Regions from separate parts of the Mus musculus genome. Here region 2 is linked to region 1. A link is a contact called in public HiChIP or PLAC-seq data. All regions are on one chromosome and are shown on one strand. Each heading gives the region's core, a stretch centred on a gene start, on an enhancer-like site or on the middle of the called end of the contact. The rest is flanking DNA. Distances are from core to core; before and after follow the strand shown. Region 1 overlaps Gm31879 (a long non-coding RNA gene). Region 2 has its middle 10 kb from the start of Gm40084.

Region 1 (5,002 bases), core at 1,640-4,139:
GGTTATATAATTACATGTTGAAATCCAAACAGTTGAGTTATTCCTCCTTTGTCTTCTGTCCTCTTCCTGTCTGTCTGTTGTGGCTGACTCTGTGGCTGTCTTGTGAATCTGTCCCTATGTCTGTCCCTATGAATAGAGAAAAATTACATTAACCGCCCTAACTCCTAAACTAATGCTTCATTTCACATTAAAGGTCAAAACACTGTCATAGTAATCTATGAGATCCTGCCTGCATTCTGGCTTCCTGGAGTAACTCAACATAGAGGCTTACAATCCTATTGCCACCATCTTTATTTTTCTTTAACATTGCATTGAACAATATATGACATATGTACTTGATGCATTTGCTTTTTCTCTCTTCAAAACAATGTAGTTCTAGCAAAGCCCTTCTCTTTGTTTATTGTTCTGTTATCTGTATTTCAGTGTTTGAGACCTGAAACTCTTAGTCTTGGCAGTGCCATTGTATTGCACCTAACCTAATAGATTTGCAAAGGAATCACACTTCATCCTTCATCAAGCTCCTTAAGTTGTTCAGGATCCACCTGGAAAGCTGTGGGGGTTTGAATGAGAATAGGTCCCTAGGCTCATCTCATACATTCAAATACTTGGTCCCCAGTTGGTGGAACTGTTTGGGAAGAATTAGAAGGTGTGGCCTCCATATTGTTGCTCCTCCTAGAGGGCTGCAAACCCCTTCAGCTCCTTGGGTACTTTCTCTAGCTCCTTCGTTGGGGACCCTGTGCTCAGTCCAGTGAATGGCTGTGAGCATCCACTTCTGTATTTGCCAGGAACTGGCAGAGCCTCTCAGGAGACAGCTATATCAGGTTCCTGTCAGCAAGCTCTTGTTGGCATCTGCAATAGTGTCTGGGTTTGGTGGTTGTTTATGGAATGGATCCCCAAGTGGAGCAGTTTCTGGATGGTCATTCCTTCAGTCTCTGCTCTGAACTTTGCCTCTGTAACTCCTTCCATGGGTATTTTGTTCTGCCTTCTAAGAAGGATCAAAGTGTCCACACTTTGGTCTTCCTTCTTGAGTTTCATGTGCTTTGCAAATAGTATCTTGGGTATTCTGAGCTTCTGGGGTAATATCTACTTATCAGTGAGTGCATATCATGTGTGTTCTTTTGTGATTGGGTTACCTCACTTAGGATGATATCCTCCAGATCCATCCATTTGTCTAAGAATTTCATGAATTCATTGTTTTAAATAGCTTGAGTAGTACTCCATTGTGTAAATGTACCACATTTTCTGTATCCATTCCTCTGTTTAGGGACATCTGGGTTCTTTCCAGCTCCTTGTTATTATAAATAAGGCTGCTATGAACATAGCAGAGCATGTGAGCTTATTACAAGTTGGAGCATCTTCTGGGTATATGCCCAAGAGTGGTATTGCTGGATCTTCTTGTAGAACTATGTCCAATTTTCTGAGGAACCGTCAAACTGATTTCCAGATTGGTTGTACCAGCAAGTGATTGGAGGAGTGTTCCTCTTTCTCCACATCCTTGCCAGCATCTGCTGTCACCTGGGGTTTTGCTGTTACTGGTGTGAGGTGGAATCCCAGGGTTGCGTTGATTTTCATTTCCTTGTTGATTAAGGATGTTGAACATTCTTTTTTTAGGTGCTTCTCAGCCACCCGGTATTCCTCAGTTGAAATTTATTTGTTTAGCTCTGTACCCCATTTTTTAAAATAGGGTTATTTGGTTTTCTGGAGTCTAACTTCTTGAGTTCTTTATATATATTGGATATTAGCCCCCTATTGAATTTAGGATTGGTAAAGATCTTTTCCCAATCTGTTGGTTGCCTTTTTATCTTATTGACAGTGTTCTTTGCCTTACATAAGCTTTGCAATTTTATGAGGTCCCAATTGTCGATTCTTGATCTTACAGCACAAGCCATTGGTGTTCTGTTCAGGAATTTTTCCCCTGTGCCCACATTTTCGAGGCTTTTCTCCACTTGTCTTCTCTATAAGTTTCAGTGTCTCTGGGTTTATGTGGAGTTCCTTGATCTACTTAGACTTGAGCTTTGTACAAGGAGATACTAAACCACCAATCAAAGAAAACACATGTTTCTTTGGGGACATGTGACTCTAGCCACATGGGACTCCTGGCTCTAGCTGCATATGTAGCAGAGAATGGCCTAGTAGGTCATCAATGGAAGGAGAGGCCCTTGGTCCTGTGAAGATTCTATGCCCCAGTATAGAGGAATGCCTGGGCCAGGAAGTAGGAGTGGGTGGGCTGGGGAGCAGGGGGAGGGGTGAGAGGATAGGGGATTTTTGGAAGGAAAAATAGGAAAGGGGATAACATTTGAAATGTAAATAAAGAAAATATCTAATTAAAATAAATTTAAAAAAAAAGATGTGACCTTGTTGGAGGGTTTGTCATCAGGATGAGGCTTTGAAGTTTCAGTAAGGTCATATTATTCCCAGTTAGCTCTCTCTGCCTCGTGCTTGTTGATCCAGATGTAAGCTCTCATCTACAGCTCCAGCATCATGCCTGCCTGCCTCTGGCATGCTACCTGCCATGATGGCCATGGACTCTAACACCCCAAAGCTGTAAGGCTTTCTCTTATAAGTTGTCTTGGTCATAGTGTTTTGTCCCAGCAGTAGAAAGTAACTGAGGAAGAGGTGCTTCTGTGCCCAGAAAGATGAGACCACCATAGGAAAGAATTACCCAGCAAAGACAGAGTCACATGTACAGAGTGCCCAGTCTAAATTCACAGATGTCAGAGGATTCTGCTGAAATCATTTCCTTTTCTGTCTCCCACAGGAAGCAAACGTCTGGAAACAGGACCTGTTTAAAACATTGTTTCTGAACAAAGCTGGTGAGGCTTCTCAGAAGGGGAGAAAGCCAGTTCTAATCGTGAGAGATTTCCATCCATTCTACTTACTTCCTCCTTACTGGAAAAGAAATCGGTCATGATGAACTTAGAGAAGCAGTGACTCATTTCCTTTTAGACTGTCTTCCATATATATGTATGCATATATATATATACATACATATGTATGTATAATGTATATATATATGTGTATATGTATATATGTGTATATGTGTATATATGTATATATGTATATTTATCTAGAACAGGACTGAGTCCCTGGGTGGATAAGATTTCTAAGGATGAGCTTCCTCAAAAAATACCCAGGTATTTATCATTGCTTTCTCTTTGAGAAAATACTGTGTGAATGTTGGGTCCCACATTCAGTCTCTGTGTTTATAAACTCATAATTTAAAAGTGTTAAGTCACCTGTATGTTTGAAATTTAACCTCAAATTGAATTGTTCAAAATTTACTATGCAAAGTTATTAGCAAAAGAATGCTCGGCTGGGCAGTGATGGCACATGCCTTTAATCTCAGCACTTGGGAGGCAGAGGCAGGTGGATTTCTGAGTTTGAGGCCAGCCTGGTCTACAGAGTGAGTTCCAGGACAGCCAGGGCTACACAGAGAAACCCTGTCTCGAAAAAAAAATGTTCATTTTTGAAGAATTAATTGTGTTGAAAATATTGAAATTATTAATGTTAAGGAAATGGTTAGATTACTATATATTCACAAAATGAGATGTCATATTATAGTTACATATAAAGTAAATTTAAATATATAGTATTTGTATTACTTAATTTTGTGATGGGACCTGGGCATCTGGAATTAGTTCGTTGGTATTGCTTCTCGGTGTGGATTTTTGCTCTAACCCTTGACAACTTCTGGATCCTTGCTTGCTCTGACCCAACTTGTTAAGTTGAGGATCAGCAGAGTTATACTTAGTATTCAGTCATAGGGCCACTCTGTGTTGGTTTGTGAATGGAGTGTCAGAGGTGGTCTCAGCTCAGGTAGACATAGGTGCAACTCTTGAGTCATAGAGTTAAGCCTCTCTCTGTGAACCTTCAGAATTTTGTAGTTGGCCCACTGTGTTCTGCTAGTGGCCCTTGGGTAGCAGAGACAGCTTTGGGTTGCACTCCATGCAGTGCTGGTGCTATGAGAGGAGAGGATGGGGTAACTGGTAGGCAAGGGGCAGAGAAAACAGGTCTGAGTGACCCACGTGGCATTTTAATTGGTCTTCACCTGGTGCCGGAACCAGAAGAGGTGTCTGATAGGCAGGCAGGTGGGGGGATGGGTGTGGGCAACTTACTTAGAATTCTAGTTGGGCCTCATGAGGTGCTTTGCCAGGCGGTGGTGAATGGGGTGGATAGGCAGGCAGGTAGGGAAGCTGTCTAGGTGACCTATATTATACCTGCAGTCTAGTCTAGGTGACCCATATATAAATAGTGAAGTACAAAGTGGCATTGTCATAAGATCTATTACAAAAATGTCTCAAATTTTTCTATTTAATACCAATGTCAACTTGTGAAAATTAACCCAGAGATAGCAAAGTTATCTCAGGAAGAAAACCAATTTCTTTTTAAAGGAAAGAGCATACTCTCTGGTCAGGTTAAGAAATGCTCTTCTTCCATCCTCACTGTCACGATACCTAGGTGGTAATGGAAGGATGAAGAATGAAATTTCTTCTAATATAGAGTGTAAAGAGCCTGGGAAATGTTTTCAACTATAACAAGGCTCCTTTCTCAGTGCTAGATAATTACTCTCAGCTGGAGCTGCTTTGTCTGTGGCTGTCCCTCAGAGTCCTCTAACAACACTACAGCATCTCACCTGCTCCTCACAGGGATAATGATCATCAGATCATTTGCAGAGTGAATGATTCATCAAAACCACCCAAAAGCCAAATAGAAGGAGTTAATGGAAGGTGCTTAGCGTTGGCTCTGAGTTCTGGCACCTAAATAAATAATAAGACACAGGGAAACACTCTCATCATAAGTGGGTAAGTGAAAAATCAGACAATAGACCTGCATTAGCATATCCCAAACCTCAGAACAAGTAATTATTAAGAATATTAATCTATATTTTAGACTTAGCAACTCAGTTTTCATAGCATCAGGGCTGAACACACACTACTGAACTAACTAGTTATTTAGATGCACAAAAATCTCATTTATAAACTCAGAGTCAAGATTTTTAAAA
Region 2 (5,015 bases), core at 1,852-4,351, 110 kb after region 1:
ACACACACACACACTAATGGTATCTACAATGATGCAGTGATCACCATTACAGGCTCATCATAACAAAACCAGTGTGATGCTGGCACAAAACCAGACATGTGTATCAATGAAATAGAGAGAACCCAGTTATAAACCCACACAGCTATATCCATTCAATTCTTGACAAAGTTGTCAAAAATACACAGCAAAGAAGATATAACCTCTTTGAAAAGTAGTGCTGGATATCTACAGGTAGAAAAACAAAATCAGTGCCTGTATGTCAATGGCTCTAAATGGATCAAAGACCTTGATGTGAGAGCAGAAACACTGACACTTTTGGATGGGAAGGGAAGATAGAGTTGCAGACATGGCTCTCTCAGAACTCCAGTTGCAGGAGAAGCAAAGATAAAATTTGACAAGTTGGGGGCGGGGGTGAAGGGCTCATGAAATTTAAAAGTTTCTCTGCAGTAAAGGAAATACTCAGATGACTAACAATACATGTCCCAAGGGGAAAAAATGGTACTAAAAAAAATCCTATTTGTGTTCATCAACTGCTCCTCGATCTACCTAGTGTCCCTCCATTGAAGAAAGCTGATTACTCCCTCTCCCAGCAGTTAGTACTTGTGGATAACTACGTGACTATTCATGCCCACGTGCTGTCCTCCCTGCTGGGGTCTTGTCTGGCTTGAGAGTGTATGGGTCTTGTACTTGCTGTCACAGTCTCTGGGAGTTCATAGGCACCTGCTCTGTGGTATCTGGAAAATGCAGTTTCCTTAAAAGAGCCAACCACCTCTGACTCTTACAGTCTTCCTTCTTTCTCTTCTTCATAAATCCAAGCCTTATGGGAGGGGGCCACATAAGATCCATTTAGGGCTGAGAGCTCCAAAGGTTCTCACTCCCTACACGCTGTTTGGTCATAGGTGTCTGGGTTAATTACTATGTCCTGCAAGAAGTATCTCTGGTAAGGATTCAGCAGTGCACTAACCTAGGGTATAGCAATGTGCCATTTGCAGTCATTTTATAGCTATATTCATTTAGCAGAATGATAGTATCAGGCTCTTGGCCTCATTAACAGTATAAGTCTGGCTTCCGTCTCAAGGAGTAGACCTTAAACCCACTCAAAAAGTGATTGATTACTCCCCTAACATTTGGGTCTAATAAATATAATAATTATTATTTCATAGTGTTAATACATACTATTATTATCCTCAAAACTGGATATCCTTTTCTTTTAAAAAAAAATCTGAACATAAGCTAAGACCCTAAATCAAAATAACCTAAACCTCTGGTTCCTTATTCTTGATAAATCTCAGATCAGAAATGTTCAGGGTGCTAAAGCTATATGAGCAATCAGGGTCTCCACACACCACCAAAGAAATAGACTCACCCATGAAGGAAATGTAAGTAAATTCTGTCTAGTGTCAGCAGGGCCCAGTTGGTGCCAGTTGACTCGAACCTTTTTCAAGTCAACTGTGGGACACTTTACAGCACAAGGTTAGTGCTGACCATGGGCATTCACTGACATGGAGGCTGGTGAGAAGCACTGACTCTGTGACTTTCTTCTTCACTGAATTTATTCAAAGCTTCTTTGCTTTCACTTCTTCCTTAAGGCAAGTGCTTTGCACCTCTGGTGAGAGAGCTCTCACTTGATGCTGAGCAGACAGAGCAGCGGTATAGCTCTCTAGTTGGGCTTGCTTTGGCCTCACTGGCTCGTCTCTTGGGGAACATTTTCACCGTGATCATATATTAGTTCCAATTAGGAAATCTATCCCATCACCTAAATGAAACTGGGGTGTATGTTTCTGAAATCCCTGCTCAAAGAGGCGAGTGAGAGTCAGTTCTTCCCAAGGTGCTCCTCTGCAATTACCTGATGTTGTGCCCTTTGGGCATCCATAGATTCATTAGGCACAGTTCCTGTAGGACATAGACAGGACCTGCTTGAACATCTGAAGTATCTCTAGTTTTCAATGTCTCTCAGTAATTTCTTAGGTATGTTTCACGTGTCATCCCTCTGATTTGCTCCCTGGACATGGATGCAGAGTAGGATCTGGGGTGAGTGGTGCAAGGGGACATCTGAAGCATCAACAGTGTGGGGCTAGATCCTATTTGGTACTTTGCGGCACACAACAAATTTTATCACCCCAAAATATTATCCTGATCACCAGTTCCTACAAAAGTGAAAAGACATTGGGTGGGGGATGCTATGTGCTTCAACTGTTTCAACCATGACTGCCTGGGCATAGTGGCTCCAGGTTCCCTTGGGCCAGCACTCCATTTCCCCACATATATCATAATCTCCATGAACATTTAGTGGCCTTCATAGTACTCCTTATTACTTTTTTTAGATCAATGAGTGTGGTCCTGCTTTTGTAGAGACAGCTACTAACCTTTGAGCAAAAACATCACAACTTTGTATCATACTCTAAAATCACAAACCATATTCCCTAAGGCTTCATGCCTTGGTGCAAACTCAGAAGTTAAGTTTTAAAAGCCCAATATCATCTGTTCAATCTAGAAAATGTCACAGTGCATGACTAAAACCCAAGGCTAAGAGTCAGAGGGTCTGGTCATATCAATAGCCTTCCCTTGTAAACATCCATGTGTTCACGTGTGTCTTTGCTCATTTATTTGTATTTATTTCACATGTGAACCTATGTGACAATGTTTGTTTCTCTGAGAGTTTGCTAATTCTAGACTCCTCCTAGGTCCAGGGAGGGATAGCCTGAAGATTCCAGCTTGTATCAAGAGGTAAGAGCTAAGCAGAGCCTGCTTCATTTTTCCTCTCTCCAATTTTAAAAACCAGAAAAGTCGCTTTGCTCATCTCGGTATGAAATGAGTTCAAGCAGAAGTGAAAGGGGGCAGGGAAGACAGGCAAGGGAACTTCATATTTTGCACCATAAAGAGAGGTCTGTACTCTTCACTGTGGGCTGCTCAGAGTTCACTGTTAGCAGTTTCTTTAGTCTAAGTTAACCCTGCCTCCAGCCCCCACCCCAGAGTCCAGATGGGGCTTGAAGGATGTAAGCTTCAACATCCTTGATAGGCATCTAGACTCCACTACACAGAGAGACAATAGCAGGGAAGCATGTGAGAGAAAGGAAGGACGCTGACACCACAGCTCTCACGTGCTCAGCGCTTGAGAGGGCAGGACTGAGCTCGGAGAAGGTTGACTGCCCTTACTTCCTTTCCTTCTGCCAGCCACAGATGAAATACACTTTCCTGTATTTCACAGATGAAATATTTTAGGGTGTTAGCCCTCACCTTCTTACATCACCAGCTCTCGAACAAAACACAACCTAAAGATTTAATTCCTTCTCTGCCCATGGAAGTATATGGTGACGGGCAGTATACGGTCTGGCATTTTCGGTTGCAGAAGGAAATCCAGTCTGGAGCACTAGCGACCATTTAACACATGTTCTTCACTAATTTATTCATGCAAATTAAAAGTGAGGATTCTCATATTTAACAAACAAATTCACCACTTCTGTTTATATTTGAATTTCAGTAACCAATGGCTTTTTTAAAACATGAGTATATTTCCCAATATTACATGGCATGTTGTTGCAGTAAGAATTATTTGTTATATAAAATCAAAACCTAACTAAACACTCACCATTCTATTTAGAAGCCTGGTTTTCAATTCAAAGCCCTCTGCTGGGTGCTAGGTCTGCAATATAAGCAAAACACAGGCTGTGTTTAACCAGAGCAGGAACAGATGTGATAATGAGGTCGCAGGTAGACAACAGGTTCAGAATGTTGTCTTCTGAGCATCTCTTTCCAACCATGCGAACCAACTGCCAGCGATTATCGTCATGTTCACTGTTGACCATGGAGTGAGCTTGCATTGATTTATGTGTGGAATTAGTGTGACTTTGGCACACTGCTTGTCAAAGCTATATTCATCTGCATCTTCCTTGTGTTGACAGCCATGGTAGCTACAGAGAAGCCAGCCATGAACCATCCTTGAACAGCCACTACTTTCTTTTCAGCATTCAGATTGCTGAGGAGTGTCTATCTTCATCAAGGGTGATGCCGATCTCAAAAGGGCAGAGTTGACTCTTGAGAAGGTGAAAATCCTCTTACTCTTGTTTAATGACTAAAAGATGCTTTGGGTTGCAGTCAAACATGTGGTATTAAATTTTGATAGAAGAAGGGGTCAGATCTTTTAAAAAAATGATGTCTGAGAAGAATGACCATGTGGGGCAGTGGATAGCGCCACCAGACAGAAGAACTCGTATGGCAGTAGCAAAGATCAGAACCCTGATAAAACTCATAACTGAGAGTGGGTAGGAGTCTGAATTAGCTCCTGACCAGATTCTTGTCCATGACACCCACTAAGAGGACCGTGTTGGTCACGTAGCATAATCTCTGGTTCACCCTGAGTAAGTTGTATGCATCTTCATCCACCATGAATAAAGCAGTTTGGACAAGCAAGGACAGTCTCCTTCATCAAGGACCACCATGGGGTTGGGGGAAGCCTTTGTCATACAGAGTCACGCCTAAGTCTCCCACAGAAGACCCCTCCACATACCTGGCACTCACACTGAGCTAAGTTGGATTTCCCACCGACATCCACACCCTCAGGCCCTGTTCCCAACTCTTCACAGTCCCCAGGGCGGGGTACACAGAATGATGGGAGCCCCATTCTCAACTCCTTGTGGTTCTCAGCAGCAACTGACTACCCAGAAGTTTGAGAACCACAACCTCTGTCAGACCCCTATGTTAGACTTCGTTTTGCTTCCCCTGGGCTCTCAGGAGCACAAGTCTGGCACCCAATTAGCCACATTCCAACACCCCAGTGGTGAGACCCACATGACCATTAAAAAAAAAAAGATTGAGAAACACTGGTCCAAAGTTTCCCAAGGCCCATTAACAGACCTCAACAAAATATAAAATTTATAAGACAGACACAAGCCCCTACATGCTACTTTGGAGAAATGAAATGGAAAGAATATAAAGAAATAGTTACAAGTTGTGGCAAGCACGCAGAGGAAAGCTCGTAGGGGCTGGCCCTGAATTACTAAATGCAAGTGTGATTT

The links. HiChIP or PLAC-seq counts read pairs in DNA pulled down with a chosen protein or histone mark.
Region 2: a contact with region 1 is called in an H3K27ac HiChIP or PLAC-seq map of microglia, with 5 times the contacts expected there. The contact joins two enhancer-like sites. A contact is called at or near these places in 1 of 15 datasets of contacts at CTCF or cohesin (large pre-B cells), 1 of 115 datasets of contacts at active chromatin or transcription factors (microglia) and 1 of 9 other capture datasets (embryonic stem cells).

The regions. Positions count from the first base shown.
Region 1 is chr3:87,292,487-87,297,488 of GRCm38.p6, forward strand. It overlaps Gm31879 (a long non-coding RNA gene), which reads left to right. Exons shown (of 3, transcript XR_375779.2): 2 at 2,759-2,851. Among named protein-coding and RNA genes, the nearest start is that of Gm31879, 4.7 kb to the left of the region's middle. Within about 2 kb of position 2,890, at least 11 of the 459 cell types and tissues checked have an H3K27ac peak or open chromatin away from gene starts, as enhancers often do. A contact at or near this core is called in microglia, where this site is marked.
Region 2 is chr3:87,398,525-87,403,539 of GRCm38.p6, forward strand. It overlaps a transcript of Fcrl1 not described here. Among named protein-coding and RNA genes, the nearest start is that of Gm40084, 10 kb to the right of the region's middle. Within about 2 kb of position 3,102, at least 81 of the 459 cell types and tissues checked have an H3K27ac peak or open chromatin away from gene starts, as enhancers often do. A contact at or near this core is called in microglia, where this site is marked.